Linked DNA regions of Mus musculus: all the other regions are linked to region 3. A link is a contact called in public Hi-C and HiChIP or PLAC-seq data. All regions are on one chromosome and are shown on one strand. The core of a region is the stretch at or near the end of the contact, and the rest is flanking DNA. Distances in the headings are between cores, read along the strand shown. Region 1 overlaps Lama2 (laminin, alpha 2). Region 2 holds the start of 4930579H20Rik (RIKEN cDNA 4930579H20 gene). Region 3 holds the start of Lama2 (laminin, alpha 2).

Evidence for each region. Hi-C and Micro-C count contacts between places; a contact is called where the count stands out from the background. HiChIP or PLAC-seq counts read pairs in DNA pulled down with a chosen protein or histone mark.
Region 1: a Hi-C map of uterus shows a contact between it and region 3. The contact joins the enhancer-like site here to the promoter of Lama2 in region 3. A contact is called at or near these places in 1 of 484 Hi-C or Micro-C datasets (uterus), 2 of 115 datasets of contacts at active chromatin or transcription factors (fibro-adipogenic progenitors and heart atrium) and 1 of 9 other capture datasets (adipose tissue).
Region 2: a contact with region 3 is called in an H3K27ac HiChIP or PLAC-seq map of heart atrium, with 3 times the contacts expected there. The contact joins the promoter of 4930579H20Rik here to the promoter of Lama2 in region 3. A contact is called at or near these places in 1 of 484 Hi-C or Micro-C datasets (forebrain), 3 of 115 datasets of contacts at active chromatin or transcription factors (astrocytes, fibro-adipogenic progenitors and heart atrium) and 2 of 9 other capture datasets (adipose tissue and liver).

The regions. Positions count from the first base shown.
Region 1 is chr10:27,408,455-27,411,695 of GRCm38.p6, forward strand. The region is part of intron 4 of Lama2 (laminin, alpha 2); the gene reads right to left. Among named protein-coding and RNA genes, the nearest start is that of 4930579H20Rik, 20 kb to the left of the region's middle. Within about 2 kb of position 1,982, at least 18 of the 459 cell types and tissues checked have an H3K27ac peak or open chromatin away from gene starts, as enhancers often do. A contact at or near this core is called in uterus, where this site is marked.
Region 2 is chr10:27,388,074-27,391,575 of GRCm38.p6, forward strand. 4930579H20Rik (RIKEN cDNA 4930579H20 gene) reads left to right here and starts at 1,793. Exons shown (of 5, transcript NR_131034.1): 1 at 1,793-1,862. All of the region lies in intron 4 of Lama2 (laminin, alpha 2), which reads right to left.
Region 3 is chr10:27,615,447-27,619,143 of GRCm38.p6, forward strand. It overlaps Lama2 (laminin, alpha 2), which reads right to left and starts at 1,496. Exons shown (of 65, transcript NM_008481.2): 1 at 1,251-1,496. The coding sequence starts at 1,350.

The DNA of each region.
Region 1 (3,241 bases), core at 732-3,231, 210 kb before region 3:
CATCTATCTGTGAATATGTAGCTTCACATTGGAGCTTGATTGACCTAACAGGGGCTACACTCTTACAGAAAACTGCCTCTCTTTCTCCAAGCAGCTGTCAATTTCCAGTAACTCATCATTTGGCTAAGAATGAGATGACATCCAGCTCCACTCCTCACTGTAAATACAGTTCTTAGTCTGTACCCCAAGAGCTTGGGATACAGGCATCCCCTAACTTCCCTATAACAAATAAAGACAACTGCTACATTCCTTCCTTCTCCCCCGCTTAAAGAGCAATAGATAAGCAGACAAGATTCTATTGCAACTCTCAAAACATGCATTCCTTGGAAAACTTTATGCAAAGACCAAACTACTAATTATATGCATAGAATTCACTGGTGGTCAAGAAAAGAACTCTTAAATTGTGTTCTGTAGCATATTGTGACAAACACTCATGCCAGTTGTTGTTTATCAAATCTGCACTTTGAGCCAGACACATTGTTTAAATCATCTCATTTAATACAACTGGCCTGGAAGACTTTTATTCTTACTTCAAATCTTGAAGTAAGGAAGCTGACCTTTAGAGAGTTGCTCAAGGTTACAGAGTTACTGACTGCCAGACCCAGAATCCAAACAAGCCTGATCTCAAAGGCTCCCAACTGAAGGACACGACCTGTGACACCTCAATTGCCCCTGATGTACATATTTTAACTATTTATTCCAGGCCAAAAGATAATGGGCAAGAAAATCACTCATGTGATTTTAGATTAAATATGGTTTGTGCTTCCTATGGAATTTTATACGCTGTTACATTTGCTTAACCATGTCTTAATAACATCTGGGAAAATAGATTTCTTCAAGAAGTAGTCTGTATGTATCAGAGAGTTAAAAAAAAAATTCCACTCCAGATGTTCATATGAAAGTATCCAGATGTTGCAAAATGATCATCCAGAAGGCCAGTGACAAAAGAAAACCAAACTGAGGAATAATTTCCAAAGAGAAATAAAAATAGAGACAGCAATTTGGTGACTGGGGTGAGGGGCTGCTCGGTTGCAGAAGGGTGATTATTACTCTGCTGTTTTAGTGCACGTGTACAGACAGATCTCTACAAGGACCTGAGAGTATTGCTATGTTGTTTCCTATGTGGAAAAAAATAATGCCCTTTCGAGGACAATGATCAGGGTCCACCAAAGCACATTTTACTGTAGTGTGATTTTTTTTTTGTTTAAGAGAACTCCTCTTAGGTACCTGAGATGTATATAAAAATATTATGCAAATAATTTGTGCTTATGAATATTCTTATATGCTGCCTATGAATATTCTTATATGCTGCCCAGATTAGTGTCCAGAAGGAAATCTTACCCCTTTACCACTGACTCTGCTGGGTTTTTGTGGGACATTAACAAGTAAGTGAGTGAATGGCACACACAAATACTGCAAAAGTCCAGGGTTCTCTCCCTGTTGCTGACTTAATAGAAGCTGGAAAGCTAGCTGCTTCATGACTGTCTAACTGGCTCCACCTTCTATTTCTATGAGTGACTTAACAGAGATGGAAGTCTGCATGAGAGTCCCTACACACAACTATGTAACAATATAAACTGGGAGAAGTGAATGCAGGCATGAACCATGGTTCCCCTGTTCATGGAACTTAGCAGCTGTCAATGTAATTCTTACACAGAGATGACTGTAAAATACCTGATGCTCCATAGAAAGACAATGCCTATATAGAGACTTTAGGGATACCTTTATAAAGCAAACACAAGAGTTGATTCACTGTCTGATCTAATCTAATGAACAAACAAGCATAGATGACTTTTGTTCCTATTTCCGCAAACGTCCTTTCATACTTTCTCCTAGGGGACTTGCATGAATTATAAACACACCAATGGAAGCAGGAATTTCAATAGTTTTGAGTCTTTGGCTGTCCTTAATCATGCAGCCTTCTCACAGGACTTGTTTACTTCCCTCTCTGCAGCTGTGAGTTTTGGACACAGTTGTACAGACCTTGATTTTCAAAATTACTTACCATTCCTCTTCCAGACCAGAATATCTGTATGCTGTTTGGTTTGGCTTATGTCACACTTTAAATCTATCTAACACTAGCTTACATCTATCCTATTATATATAAGTCCTTTAATTTAGAAAATAAAAATATCCTACTTATCCAGATTTGATATACTTCCAATTTTTTACTTTTAAAAGACATGGGGACATCGCTTGCTTTCTGTGAAAACAAACATTGGTTCACAGCAGCACCAGATCCCTCTTCTCATTCAGCCTTTGTTTCTTTTGCTGATAGAGATATCATCTGGCTGAAAATTACCCATTCTATTTTTAAAATGTCCTAAACCATCTCTTTCTCATGCCTGAATGTGTGCCTTCAGCCAAAGGAGAGCTGACCTTCCTGGCTCCTCCTAGGTGGTCCCACAGAGACACCAGAGAGCCCTGGCAAGCTTTATAACAGAGGTTCTGTAGGAAAGAAATTCAAGAAACCTCCATGTTGGTGCAGGTAATGTTTCCCCCTGCTTATTTGTTTGATTGCATTCTTGTTGTTTGATTATGCCAGCATTTGTACTTAACACAGAGGCATGCAGGAGGAAACACATTTGTAGATGGTGTTATAGCCGTATGCCCAGTGTGTTTGTATGTGTATAGCTGGTATTTGTGTATATGAGGCTGTGTGTATAAGAAGTCTCTCTCTCTCTCTCTCTCTCTCTGTGTGTGTGTGTGTGTGTGTGTGTTGTGTGTGTGTGTATGTGCACATTTGTGTATGTGATAGCTTGCTGCTTCTAAGTCCATGAAGAATGAACCAACATATTTGACATATTTCGTCAGACTCAATCAAACATAGTTGAGAGAAACAGAAAGCACAGATTCCATGAAGTGTGGTGCATTTTTGTGCAGATAGCTGCTTTTTAATAACCTGAAAAAGTGTACCTTAAAATAATGCAGAAGGGCTTGAAAAGCATTCAGACACAAGTCCTCACTTACTCTTACCACTGAGTGCATTGTGATGTGTGCAACTGAACATAACATGTGTTTGTACAATGGACAGCACAGTCTATTTATACCACATTACCAGAAACATGAGAAATGTGCCATGCAAAGGTGTTATGGCAGCCAAAAAGTCACTAGACATTAGGAATGTTTCAGATCTACCATATTTTTCTAGATCAATTGATTTATGCTGTGATTAGCTGCAACGTCACTCTGTAGGTATGATGGCATTTAAATATCTCACATAAAGATCTGGGATTTGTTC
Region 2 (3,502 bases), core at 543-3,042, 230 kb before region 3:
CCAAGGCAGAATTGCTTTCTCTTATACATTTGCCGCCAAGTATATAAACTCAGATTTGCTTCCAATTATTTGTAATATGTTTTCCCAGAAGAATTCATAATAGGTTTTTTAGGCACTGTTCCCTTTTCTATTAATGACCAAAACACAACTGTTCCTCCTCAGCCCAAAGCAAGGCAGATAAGTGAGGAAATTGCTATGGATGTGGCTGTTGGTCTTGGAAGGTGTTATGTTTGTTTTTATTTTAACCTGACTACAATGAAAGCAGGGATAGGACTGTTTTCTTGCTTTGTTGTTGTTGTTGTTGTTGTTATTGTTGTTGTTGATTCAAACTTAGGTTTTATGACACTTCATCAAGGAAGGTTAACATAATGACACATTAAAAAGCTAAAAGGCTATGTCAGAGTTACACAGGATGTGGTTCTTGCCACTTGATCACTTGTGAACTTGCTCCTAAAATGATCACATTTACTACCTGAGTGCAATACTTCAATGCCTAGATAGCACCTCCAGCTCCCAGGAGTGCCTGCCTGGGTTGTCATGGCCCTGACATCATCATCACAGGGATCCTTGGACAGACTCAGGTGCACTCAAGGGCTCAAAGACAGACACATATTCCTTGTCAAGAGGAGCCATTACCGTTGGATGGCTAAGCCTGCAATTCTGAAACCCTGTTTAAAACAGACAGTGGCCTGTACTCCCATGGAGACCCGATGTCTTGTCTCCTCTTGTTCTAAAGTAAACATTTCACTACATCCTATAGGTCCAGACATCACAGGGGTCATGCTATCCTTCCTGTCTTTATCCACAGTGAACCTGGATGCACCCCTCAGGAGGTAGCTTTAAAATACCTCAGTCCTCTGGTAGTGGCAGTATTGGCTGGATTTTCTATGCAAAATTTTTGATAATCTGATCAACAGTAACTTCTTTGATTTCATTCATGAAAAGTCCTTTCCATTTGCATTTGTAGCCATAATTAATCCCTTTGATTATAGTATCACATGATCCTCCACTCTCTGTGACATACTTTGTTTGGCTAAAGTAGCCCTCTGACCTAAATGCTGTCTTTATACATATTTCAGGTCCCCTCACTTTATCTCTAAAGTAGCCAACTTTAAAAATAAAATGTAACTTATTCTTACTTCTAAGGGAAGCAGTGTTATGTGTTTACTCGGGCAACTTCCTCCATATTTCCACATTCCCTTCTTTGAAAAATGTGAAATGACACGTTGAAATCAATGTTAAGGGAAGGGTGACTTTTAGGTGACAGATGTCATCAATGATGCACACGGTTTGTAGAGAACTACAGACAAACCACCCCAAATCCCATTTTTCCCAGTGGTAAGTACACACACACACACACACACACGCATGCACAAACATATACTTTTTCATTTGTATCAACATATTAAAAAACAATTCTAAAATAAGAACTCTAGAGCTTGCCAAGGAATGTTGTTGATTTCAAATTATTATTTGAAGTGATTACAAAGAATACTGATTTGTATCGATACATTGTTTTAATCCAACTATAATTTTTTTTTTTTTTTTTTTTTTTTTTAGTCTTCTAGTGACAGAAGGGAGAATACTTCCAGGATAAGTAATATTTGAGGAAATAAAATAGAACATACATATAAAAGGTCAGAATCAAACAGAATCAATCAGACGTTGGGTTTGATTTCAATGTAAAGTAGACATATTTAAGCTCAAGCTTTATGGAGCAGCACTACAGCAATGCTCTTATTACCCACAATTCCAGGGGCCAGTTGAACTTCAGAATTACCCACAAGTCCAGGAGTTTTAGAATCCTTCAAGATCACAGCAGACAGCTCCTGGGAAACACTGAAGGTTTAAGGAAAGACTTGGTAACCAAAACTTTTGCCTTTTAGCAGCCACCGTTCTCTTTAACCTTGCTTAGTCTCAACGACTTGTGGTCACCCATGGTCTCCATACACTACTTTTCTATTCCTTCTCTCAAGACGGAACACATCCCCATAATTAGAGTACATTGCTATTATTGCTGAGTTAATTATTATCATTAATCTCTTATTATACCTAATTTATCAATAGATATCTCAGATCTGGATACAGGGGGATATGTACAGAATTTGGGGTTCTGTTTTTGGTTTTAGGTCTCTCCTATAAGTCTTAGAATATCCTCTGTAGTAAAGGGGGATCTACTTTATATTGAAGTCAAACCCATACATTCTCCTTAAGACTAAACATCACTCACCGCAAAAATCAGGTCAATGCATTCATGTCACATGTTAGAAAAGATGACTTAGAATTTAAAAACATTGGTTAAAATATGCAACGTGATTTACCTTAAATTTAAACCTATATTGCAAATTACCTTAAAAACAATTCTCTGTAGGTGAGTGCAGATTACTGAAGAGGTCAGAAGAAGGTGCCAAGTTCTCTGAAGATAAACTTAGAAGTGGTTATGAGCTGGGGGCTAGGAACTGAATTCACACCCCTTGCAGGAGCAGTATATGCTCTAAACCTCAGAGCACTCTCTCCAGCTCTACATATTATGTTAGAATTATGTTTCAGGTTATAAATTCTTTTTAAATTCATAATTCTGCCTACTTCTCCTTTAAGCCAGTAGTATCATAAAAACCTAAGAGGTTCATTCACATTTTTATATATAATCTTTTAATGTAAATTCTCATTTCTATAAAGTAACAAGCCATATTTTACACATGGCTCACTAGATTATGTTCCTAAATTGTGTTTTCTTTAACTCTGAGAACCTAAGAGCATAAAAGGGGTGATGTTTGTTTTCAGAAAAACATTTATCTGACAAGTTGAAACACTCATTTTATTTTTCACTTTCCATGACACTGGTTATCCATGGATGACTAGTTACATCAGCCAGTTTCAGCCATGTGTTTGGCATCATACACGACACTAGTTTTGCTGAACACAAACATTAAGTGTTTCTTTAGTCTGGCTCATCAAGAGAGAAAAATTTCAAAGTAATAAATACTTCATTTTCTCAGTATATACAATTCTACTTGAAAGGCTTTCAAAATACCACAGATAAATTAACTTGAAAACAACTATCTCTCAATGTTTGCATGTACAAAAAAAAAAGCCAAAATTGAAAGTTAAATATTAATATCCAGTGTTAAACAAGACTGTCCATTAGTGAATAGGTCTATTAGTCAAACATTTTTCACACTTAAACTGAGTTTATTCTTCAAATATTCCATGCTACTGTGATATATTTTTCAGTGAACAGCAGTAAACTCTGACAGATAACATAGACTATGAGTCCTGAAGGATAAGTAGCATACAGTAGTTTACTTAAAGTTTAGAGGCTGACCACAGTTTTCCTGCTGGATCTAGAGCTCCCTTCTCTTGTCAACCAAGATGCTCTAGAGCATATGCAATGTTATTGTGGGAAATTTACCTTGAACACTGGACTTTGCATTTAAAGGCTGTTCTGTGACTTGTGAAAGATGAAGCCACTTCTCAGGCATGGAGAACTATCTTCAAAGAC
Region 3 (3,697 bases), core at 246-2,745:
CCCAGTAGAATTAAAGAATCACCTATTGTTAATCACAATAGAAGAAAGGACAAACGTTAAATGTGGCACTTTTTGTTTTCAAACTAACAGCCAAGGATATTTCTCCAAAGCAGTCTCAGTAATTCTATTATTTGCACCACACTGACCCGATTTCACCTCTGCAAAAATAGAAGGTTATCTGGAGAAACTGGGAGTCATTTTTATTCTAGGAAGTATAATCAAAGATTATGGTGAGGGGCTTATGCTATCTGTTATATCCTCTTAAACAGTCCTGTGTGAAGGGCTGGTCTAAATCAAGAACAAACATGAGAACTACTAAACATGAGAACTACTAACATAGTTTCAGTTAATTTTAAACAAGAAAAACTACTCTACCAGATACAGCCTCATCCAACTTCCTAAAGCTTTTTCTTCTAGATTTTGCACTTTTGAGGACAAACCCGTTGAAACAAAGTTAACATATTTCTGAAATACTTTTTATTTTGATTCAGGTTTTTCATCTTTGGAAAATGCTTGCTGGAAGAATGTGTTACAAATTATGTTTCTTGGTGCTGTGCATGCATCTTGTAAAAATCTCTGCTAACTCTTTAAAGACTCCCAAGCTTTTCAGAAATGTATGCACAAAAACAATAGAATGCTCTGATAAGAATAATTTAGCTGCATTGAATACAGTTGTCCCTCAAAGCCCCTGAGATGTGTTTGTGACCACTGGAGTCTGAGAATAAACAGAAGTCTAGTCTATTTTGAGTGAGAGGAGGTTTCACAAATGTGAGTGGAGGTGTTAGCCACATACTTAACTATTTTATGTAAATAATTGGAAACAGGATTCTTAAAGTTAAAAGAAAACAATTACTTAACTCAAAGTTACTAAGCTCAACTACAGCTGCTCGCCAGGGATGGGGGTGGGGGTGGGAGTGAGAGCTTTCCTCTGCAGGAACGGAATCTAATTTGATGAAACGTTTTTCTCTCAATTGGAAAGAAGAAAAGATAAAAAAGTCTGCCTTGGGAACTTTAGAACTAGTTTTCCGTAGACCAGTTTCCAGGATTTAGTGAGCAGTTTGGTGTTCCTTGTGCCCCGCACAGCTCTCTCGGGGGGGTCTTACTCTTAATTTGCAGGAGTTCAGTCCCTTGCGCCTGGAAGAGCACACCCTAAAGTAAAGCGAGAAAGTGGTCCCCAACCAGCAATTCTTTCTCTCTAGCTGAAGCCTGTTAGGAGCAGCGCTCCAGGGAAAGGGCGCCCTGGACTGTACCTCTCTGTTGATGCGCTTGGGACTGTCGCCGCTGAGTCTGGGAGCCTTCGAGCGTCCCCAAGAGCAGGAGCAAGAGGATCCCGGCGGTGGCCGCAGGCATCCTGGCCGGAGCAGATCCACTCCTCCCGGAGCCCACGGAGTTGCAGCCTCGGGTCCACCCAGCTGAAATGAGCAGCTGCAGGGGAAAGAGGAGGAGACAGTGCTCCCCAGCTCTGCCCTGCCACCGCCCAAGGGTGGGTGAGAAAGGGCAGTCCCCACCCCTTCCCAGGCCTGGGCCTTTAAAGGGTCCTTGGTTGGAAGAACCTGTGTTCTGTGCTTCCTCTGTCAAGGGAATAGGGCCTCTAGCAGGAGTTATCCAAACTTCTTTAGCATTAAGGAAGTAATTGATACCAAGGCACTCTGGGGTCTGTGAAATCCCTCCAGATGGAAAACATTATTGCCAAGAAAGCTAGAAACTTTGACTCCTCAGAAGGTTCTGGCAAAATTATATGCAGCTGCCCTGGGTCCAGGTGATCCCAGACTGTCCCAAGGTCATGGTGCTAACTACTAGGGAACTGAAGTTGCCCACGGGGAACCTCACGCTGGCTTGCACATTAGGAAGGAACTTCCCGGAAGGCAGCTGTGCAGGGAGCAGGGGATGATAGACTAAAGCTGTCCCAATTCCACTGAAATGTTTCTGAAATCACTCCACTGGTTGGAAGCTGTCCCTATAACCAAGGGACATTATTAAAAGGGAATGGAATGTCTGTAAAGATTTCTGCTTATCAGTCATGGTGGCTTCTTCCTTTTAACTCAACAAAGCAGTGTTCTACCCTCTGTCACAGGGCTTCCCATGGCCACTCCATAACAGGTTGTTATTGAAAAGGCCACTGGTTCTCAGTAGGGCCTGGAAAAACAACTTCACAGGTTTTAGGTGGCACCCAGGATACCCTTTGTATTAGTGTACCCTGGCATCAGGATGCACTCAAGGAAAGAGCAAGCCTACACCATAAAGTATTCCATCTTGAACTTCTGAATGGGCCACCGCATGTGTGCCCGTGCGTGTGTGTGTGTGTGTGTGTGTGTGTGTGTGTGTGTGTGTGTAGTCAGTTTGAAATAGGATCTCACTATGGTCTCAGATTCAGAGATGCACCTGCCCCTGTCTGTCAAGTGCTGGGATTAAAGCCTTGGACAACTCATCTAAATATTTTTAAGGGAAAAAAAAAAAAGCTTTAAAACTGAAATCCGACAGTTTGTTTGCAAAAAAAAAAAAATGTATTTACTAATTTTACAGGATGCACCAATTAAGCCAACTGAGATAATGCTTTGTGAGTTTCCAGTTCACCAAAATGTATATAATATTTCAGACCCTTACACTGAGTGAAATTCTGTACAGTATTGGACTACTAAGCCATTTATACATCTATTTCCATACTGCAGTGCATATGGTTGTTATATGGATGGCTTAGTTTTCTTTTTAATTTATAGTTAAGATGTATCCATCTTTAAGATGCCACATAGAAGCTACAATATTTTCATTTCGTAGTAATAGACAGTAACTCTCGTAAAGAGCTGGTGAGAATCCAGAGCTAACATCCACTTGTCATCGGGAACCCTCCTAAAGGCATGTCTAAGCTCCTACTTTAGATCTATGGCTTCTGTACATCTATGTGTGCTGTCTGAAAAAGAGACTTAGATGAGGGCTCTGCTGCTCTCTCTCTCTCTCTCTCTCTCTCTCTCTCTCACACACATATAGAGGCAACATTTGATACAAATAGTATCATTTCTTCATATTATGACTTTCACCTCTTTTGTTCTTCCCAAAATGAGTTCATCCTGTGGGATATATACATATATATATTTATCTCTGTCACAGTTTGTCTATTACAGTCTTAGAACCCTGTACTAGTTTAAAAAACAAAATTCTTAACTATTCTAGAGCTTTTGAATTTTACTGCAGCTGTTTAGAGAAAATGTTTTCATTAATAAAGGTGAACACTTTTACGTTATTGCTTCAGAACTGTTTTAGATTGAGATCAATAGAGCATAAATTAAAAGGAGTGTGTGTGTGTGTGTTGTATATTTGTGTGTTTATGTGTGTCTGTGTGTGTATATGTGTGCATGTGTGTCTGTGTGTATGTGTGTGTGGTGTGTCTGTGTATGTGCGTGTGTGTGTCCTCTGTTCCCAGCTCCTTCATCAAGGTGCACTTGTTACAAGTGGGGACTCTGTGCTGTCACAATCATCACCCTGTCTGCACAGCACATATTAAGCTGTTGCCTCAGATGAATCTGGATTTGGATAAGTATGTCATGCTGGATCATCTCACTACCTTAAAATTACTCCCTAATTTGCCACTTCATCTTCCTTTTCATCTTTTGACCCACGAAGCTTAGACAATCACTGAGTTTTTAAAGCCTCCTTACTACTTCCAAGCCTGAATAAGTACTAATAGTTGTTATAAATACCT